Regions from separate parts of the Mus musculus genome. Here region 2 is linked to region 1. A link is a contact called in public Hi-C data. All regions are on one chromosome and are shown on one strand. The core of a region is the stretch at or near the end of the contact, and the rest is flanking DNA. Distances in the headings are between cores, read along the strand shown.

Region 1 (3,603 bases), core at 501-3,000:
TGCTTTAACTTCTGGAGGGTTTTTTTTTTTTTGCATTGTATGACTCATTAAAATTCATCTTCATCCTCCATTAAATTTAATTATACACAATTCCTTAAGAGTGGAGTTACAATTGACTAGTTTGACATGTTGCAATTTACAGATATTTAATTAAGATACCATTTGATTTTGACCTTTGCAGCTTTATTTGTGCACAGTAGAGCCAACTCTATTTGTAACATTTCACACTATTTTGGGATGCCTTTGGCAGCCTTGTACAAGGACAAGGGGCATCAATACTTCTTTGGCAAAGTGAGCTTGTTTCTCTGAACTCTCAACATGTTTTATGCCCCTTTAAATACTGTCACATTATAGCTAAGTCTTTTGTATGTATTAGCCCATTAGAAGGTCAGTCTGGAGAAGGTAGGAACCCCAGAGGCTAGTGTATGGCAAAGCAAGTTTGTATTTATTTGGGTTTATAAGTAAAAAACAAAAACAAACAAACAAACAAACAAACAAAAAAACCAAAAAGGCAAGTTCAAAGGGTCAGTGAACTTTGCATCCTTTTTTGGGAAAGGATTTCTGCTCACATTACAATGTGTGTCGTTTGAAGTTAATGTGCTTTGGCACTCTTAAAAAAGAAAGCAGTATGAGGGACACGTGTGAAGTGGTGGCTTGAGTCCTGGCCACACCTTCTACTAGCAGTAATTCTTGTGTCAGAAATTTCATGTCTGTGCCCAATTAAATAAAACCATGTTAATCTTAAAACATTACATACTTAAAGTATGTAGGGGGTGGGTCCGATGCTAAGGTTCTGTTCCCCAATTGGTTCTTGATCTACCCCTAAAGATGCCAGGGGCCAATTGTGGGGTGGAAGGAAAGAGACAGGACTTCAGGGTCCCTGGAAAGGAGGGGAGGAGATGAAGAGGAGGAAGGAAAAATTTCACCATGCTTTAGAGGGACAAAAGGTAACCAACCATATAAGATCTTGGGCAAGTGGCCATAGGCCACTTTTCCAGGTGGGAGGTTAGGGTGTTGAACTGGGACTAAAGGTAACTGAGTAATTAAAGTTGAGAGTAGATTTAGAGTGCTGAGCTAAGGTATTAGGAAGGGTACATTAGCTGCGGAAAATTAGTAGTGCCCAGCAATTGAGCCAAGAATGTAGGTTGAAATTGAGCAATGTATGTGTCTGTGTTTTACATCCACAGATCTGAGGGGGGCTGGTAGCACAGCCTGTTCCTGGAGCAAAAGCTATACGCTACAAAGGTATATAAGAATATTGACAAAAGTTCAAGGATCTTACAATATGGACCTCAGAAAGTATGTCTGGAATTTTCTAGAAATATCTTCTGTTGCTCAGAAAACAAAACAATAGCTATGTCCAAACAATGGCCACCTGGAAGAAAGCCTGTTAAGCAAATCCCTCAATAATAACCTAACTAAGGCCAGGCGTGGGGTTCATGCCTACTAACCCAGCACATGGGAAGCAACGGCTGGAAGAATGTTGAGTTTAAGGCCAGTTTAAGCCATAGTGTGAAAGTCTGTCTCAGAAATGAAACCAACCAACCCAAGGGAAACCCAGCCAAATCACCCTCTGAAGAGCCTCCTGGCGGTAGAGGACAGGATCCTGTGCCACCACTCACGCTCTGGCCTGCTACGTAACTGCCTCTTTGCTGCCAAAGAACTGAATCTGGCTGGATCATCACCGCTAGTGATGACGAGAAGACACGGTTATGTGGATTAGAGTCTGCTGCTTGGTGCCAAGGAGCTCCAATGAGCCACAGTGAAATTCAGTTCATCTTGGCTGTGCCCAGCTGAATATGTCAAAGGCTCTAAAGTGCTCTGTGGAGAACTTTGGACTTTACGGTCTGGCAACAAGAGCATCTGGAAATGGATGTTAACCAGAGAAGAGAAGCAGGGTTGTACTTTCTGTGTCATGTACATATTCTGAGTTTAGAGCTGAGAGCCCAGCTTAGGGTAGGCAAGGTCAAGCTACAGCTGGCCTTGGTTTCCCCCTGCCATTTTGTATTAGAGAATGGAAGGAGATAGGATCCAACTTGCCAGGACAGTTTAAGATTGCCTTGTGTGGTGGACTGAATGTGCTTGGCACAGCGTGTGGCCTTGTTAGAATAGGTGTGACCTTGTTGGACAAAGGACATCATTGTCTGTTTGTAGGGGGTGCTTTAAGACCCTCCTTCTAGCTGCTTGGAAGCCAATCTTCTTCCAGCTGCCTCCAGATGAAGACTTAGAACTCACAGCTTCTCCGGAACCATGCCTGCCTGGATGCTGCCATGCTCCTGCCTTGATGATAATGGACTGAGTCTCTGAACCCGTAAACCAGCTCCAATTAAATGTTGTCCAAGAGTTGCCTTGGTCATGGTGTCTGTTCACAGCAGTACAATTCTAACTAAGACACCTTTTGGCTCGCACAGTGCTTTCTGCTGGAATTCTGTGTGAGGCTGGATGATGATGCAAACACAGTGAAAAACATGTCTTTCCATGTCAGCATCTCAGGAGTCATTCTACTAGGGTATATGGGTGGGAAGGGTGCGCAGGGGTTGTGTATTTCCATACTCAAGTATGCTGACAGTGTTGATCAGCCAATAAAGAAATTTCAATTTAGTAGTCACAGAGCCAATCAGCTCCCTTCATTACCAAGTTCATGGCTTGCAACTTCTTGATAAGCCTGAGAAGGCCACTGCTGAGGCAAGGGCTTCTCCTGGGGTGCCACTTGAGAACTTTGCAAATTTGACTAGGAAGAGATGAAGGCCTAGCACCAAATGTAAAGTTGTAGTCATTTCTTGACTACACCATTGTAAGTTGAACTACTGCCCTTTGTAGCAATGAACTAATTAGATTAAAACCATGAAAGTACCTCCCTGACCTGAACCTCGAATGTGTGGCAAACTTACATGGGAAGAGGGTCTAGGACTTAGACAGACTCCTTCATAGGCAAACAGATAGGGAGAGGGACCATGATAGGTAGCACAGATAGTTAACTTCCACAATGACTGGCTTCTTCGCCATCCTCTGAACCTCAAACAAGAGTCTTGCAGCTAAAACAAAGGTCTTAGGGGCTTTTTCTTTTTTTTAGGTAGGGCCCCTGTGATGAATTGGCTCAACAGTTCAAGGTTAGATGAAAACAAGTTGGTCAGTCTGCCATCTTGCCTTTCTTCAAATTGATCAGCCCTAAATTAGAGAAGACCCGCCAAGGACTTTAACAGTTCCAGCCCCCAGGGCAAAGCTGATGTCTTCAGCTTTTCACATCTGCTCTCTGCTTTGCAGGTGGTCCTTTTTCTCTGTGCTTGCTATATGCGTGTTTCCTCACCCTCAATAAAAGCCACTCCTAAATTACTGATTCTATATCCTCCTGTTTACTGTGGTTGAAATTTATCAAGCTGTTACCTATCCTGCTCAACACTTTCCCTGCCTTTTGATTCTTTAACTGGCAGAGAAAACAAATCCTATCAGGATCCCTGAACCTGACCAAGACCCCTAGACAGTCATAGACCAATTGTATTTCTATCTGCTCCAGGAACTCACCCCTGACCAGTTCAGCCTAAACTTAACTAAATGAACACCTACAAGACTTGTAACTCATGGCCCTCTGTCAGTTTCTGAACC
Region 2 (3,603 bases), core at 532-3,031, 280 kb after region 1:
AACGGTTCTCAGAAACCATCTGTGCCCTCGTGCTTCAGCAGTATTAGTGGGCACCTTCCTGTCCCGCAGCCTTGAAGCACCGTGTGAACGCCCCCAAACGCCCCTAGGGCCCTCCCACCTTGGCTTTACTTTCAATTCTAGTCGCGTCAGAGCCGCGGCAGGGCTCCCTCCCTGGATCAGTTCCAAAGAAGTTGTGAGGTCCTTAGGAGGGGCATTTAACGGAGCCCTCTCCAGTCCAGTTTTTGGTAGGGACATGGGGAAGAGGACATTGAAATCCAGGCCATTTAAGCCAGAATACAAATCGGTGGCGCTGCCAAGGGTCCCATAAAATGTATTGGCATTTCCCTCAGCATGGCAAATCGAACGAAAACCCACCAAAGGCACCTCAGCAAAGCATTCCTGCCACACGCCACAACCGGGTACCCCAGGTTCCACGCCAGTAGAAGATTCCCAAGTTCCCGGAGCAGAACATTTCAGCCGCTTTCAATGTCTCCCAGGTTCCTCCCCACCCAGCTCCGGGGGCCCACATTTGGATCCTGGCCAAGAGAGGCAGCAGCCAGGACCCCCCTAAATCCGTGCTTCCCTCCCAGTGTCCCGCCCCCTTCCTCTCTCCCCACCACCTCCCTTCCAGACGCCGCACTCAAAGCCCTCCAGAGCACAGCAATTCTGTGGCCCAGGAGGTTAATCCAGGCTTTTCTCTCCCAGTTAGAACCAGGGGCGTTCTCACTCCTTGGCCTCCAAAAGTCTCAACCTTCCCTGCCACAGCCACTCGCAGGGCTATTTCCTCAAGCTAAATAGCGCTTCTGGACTTCCCAGGTCCAAAGGTCCAGGCGAGTCTCAACCTGTCCAAGGGCACTCCATATTTTCCACAGACCCTACCTGTCCCTCATTGCTTGTAAAAACAAATTAAACAGAGATCCCAGCAACTTCGGGGCATGTGTGTGACTGTGCAACGAGCGCGTTGGAGAGAGCATCGCCCTAGAGTTCGGGCCACAGCTGCAGAAGCACATCTGGAAAAGGGGGAGGGGTCGAAGCGGAGGGGACAAGAAGCCCCCAAACGACTAGCTTCTGGGTGCAGAGCCTGTGTCACCGGGGGTTGGTTACCTGTCCTACGTTGATGAATCCGTACTTGCTGGCTATGCGATCTGCCTCCGCGAAGCCGCCGGCGATCTTCACTGCCCAGTGGTTGGTGTAGACGCGCGTCCGGCATACCGGGAGCAGACAGCCGGCGAGCAGTGCCAGCACGCACAGCAGGTCCCGCCGTCCCGGGCGGCTGCAGCGGTTCCCCCAGTCCCAGTCCATGGTCCCGACGCTTCGCCGCCTTCGCCCGCCCGCTGGCTCGCGCGCTAAGCAGCGCGCACAACTAACTTCTCCGGCCTGGGCCGGCGGGGCGCGCAGCCGGGAGCGGTCGGTAGGAGGCTGAGAGCCCGGGAGCAGAGCAGAACAGCTAGCCCCTCTCAGGCTCTTAGACCATGCCTGGGGCAGAGGGGACGGGGTGACGGGCTCTGGGCCGGCGGGGCGTTGAGCGATCGCTCCCCGGCTTGCACGGGAGGCGGCGGAGTGGGACTGGAGCCTCCGCCGCGGGCTCTCCCGGCTTTGCTCTTGGACTCTTCGTTTGCCTCTTGCTCCTCTCCGGCCCTGGAGCTCCGTGGAAACGACCGGCCGGAGCGCAAGCAGCGGCCGGGCGCCCCCTCTGCTGAACCCGGCTCCAAGCGCTCGCTCGCTCGCTCGCCCTCTCGCTGCGCTCCCTCCGGCTCCGAGCAGCGCGCCGGGACTGTGAGTGGCGACGGCAGCGGCGCCCGCTCCGCATAAATGACTCCCCCGCCCCCCGGAGCACCCCTCCTTTCCCACATCTCCCTCCTCCTCTACTCCTCCGCCCTCACGAGCGGGGCCTCAGCCAGGAGCCACCCAGGTCCTAGCGCCTCCCTGTTCTCCCTGCTGTAAACTCCAGGGTCGGGCCAGTGAAGTCCTCTCCCCAAAGGGCTGAGAGGAGAGTGCCTCCGGAGTCTTGATTTCTATCCTTTTTATTCCGCCGGGCTGCATTTGAATTAATTTCCCGTTACTCTGGAAAGTCTAAGATTTACAGGATAATGAGAGGGAAGTATGGGCAAAGATTCATTCATCCCGGCGCTAAACGCCCAGGACTGAGCATTTTAAGGTCACTCCTGTCTCAATTTCAAAACAAATATCGAGATTTTCACTTCACTAATTCTTTATGCTTTTCAGTAACTGTTTATTTTGCGCATTCTGCTCCCCGGAGAAGCTGTCACACAGGACAGTTAAGTATCATTCACTCTTACAAAAGCCAAAGCCAAAAGTCTGTCGCCTGTTGACTTGGGAGATCAGCCATTCTGATACTCAGCAGCAACATCACAGGAGGGTGAAATCCCTGCTTAGAGCATGGAAAGATATTTCTATGAATATCTACAGTACTAGAGAACGGATAAGTGTGGGTTCCAAGGGAGCGGCCATTCGGTCATTCGTTTCTGTGTCCTTATCTCCAAGGGCTTCATTTACCTCAGCAAGGAGAGTTTTCCAACTTTCCAAGTATGTCACCAGAGCAGAGGGGGAGAGTAATATAAAAAGGACCACAGAGGAAGTCAGATGAAATGCCACCAAGTCTGCGTTAAAGTACCATGACTTCAGACACAACAGGGAATGGTGTCTGGCCTTCTTCAGACTTCTCTAACCACCTTGTCTTTTGCAGGTGAGGGGCCAAAGAGTAGTTTCTTGTAAAAAGAAAAATTGGTCTTTATGAAATGGTTTGCCTAACCTTAAAAGAAGCAGCTGTCCGAAGCCCTCACATCCTATCCCTCTCCTCTTCCAATCCCTTGTCATTCTTCCTAAAGACTAGTTGACTGTGTCTGAGATTAACCCATCTCAGGATGATTTAACTGTCTGAAGGATATCTGCAAGCTTAAATCTACTAGCACCTTGGAGCATAAATTTTATAGATTTTGCATATTGTATAAATAGATTATATTTTTTTTCTTTCAAACAAATTCAAATAACAATGCCCATACATTACAGATCAAGAGGTAGATGAGAAAAGCAGATACATGCTGCAGAAAGGCATGCATTCTATTGATTTATTTATTTGGCTAGTTTAACACATCTGTTTCAAGGGCCTGGTCTATGATTCCTATCAGATTGTGCTGGACATAGTCGGGGGTGGGGCACAAAATATTGGTGGAATTTAGGCTCAGAATTCTCTAAAGAAAATGCTCATTGTTACTTGGCATTATTTTTGTAAAGAGAGAAACCTAGGCATTTTGCTTGGCTCTAGAGTCCGTATAGTCTGGCTACTGGCCAGTCCCTTTGGACAGACCTCTTACCACCCCTCTCAACCATAGATTCCAGAGTAAGGGGGCAGGGAGGGAGGGAGGGAGGAAGGGGAGAGAGAGGAGGGAGAGGGAGAGGGACAGGGACAGGGACAGGGACAGGGAGATTTGCTAATTGCCAGGGTGACCATCTGCATCCATGCTATTAAAAGTTGCTGAATTCCAGATAGAACAATCAGAGTTAACTGATGATCTAAATCTCAGCACATATGTAAGAGACAGAATTGCATGGATTTGTTCTCGGTTGGGCAAGAGAGCATAT

What was found. A called contact is a pair of places that touch in the nucleus more often than the background predicts.
Region 2: a Hi-C map of liver shows a contact between it and region 1, with 2.8 times the contacts expected there. A contact is called at or near these places in 8 of 39 promoter capture datasets (cranial neural crest, embryonic stem cells, hippocampal neurons and 4 more), 4 of 484 Hi-C or Micro-C datasets (the HL-1 cell line, liver and muscle stem cells) and 8 of 130 datasets of targeted methods (cardiomyocytes, craniofacial prominence, embryonic forebrain and 4 more).

The regions. Positions count from the first base shown.
Region 1 is chr19:17,553,656-17,557,258 of GRCm38.p6, forward strand. The region is part of intron 20 of Pcsk5 (proprotein convertase subtilisin/kexin type 5); the gene reads right to left. It overlaps Gm41813 (a long non-coding RNA gene), which reads left to right. Exons shown (of 3, transcript XR_877744.2): 3 at 1,188-1,235. Among named protein-coding and RNA genes, the nearest start is that of Gm41812, 19 kb to the right of the region's middle.
Region 2 is chr19:17,835,851-17,839,453 of GRCm38.p6, forward strand. It overlaps Pcsk5 (proprotein convertase subtilisin/kexin type 5), which reads right to left and starts at 1,782. Exons shown (of 38, transcript NM_001190483.2): 1 at 1,105-1,782. The coding sequence starts at 1,302.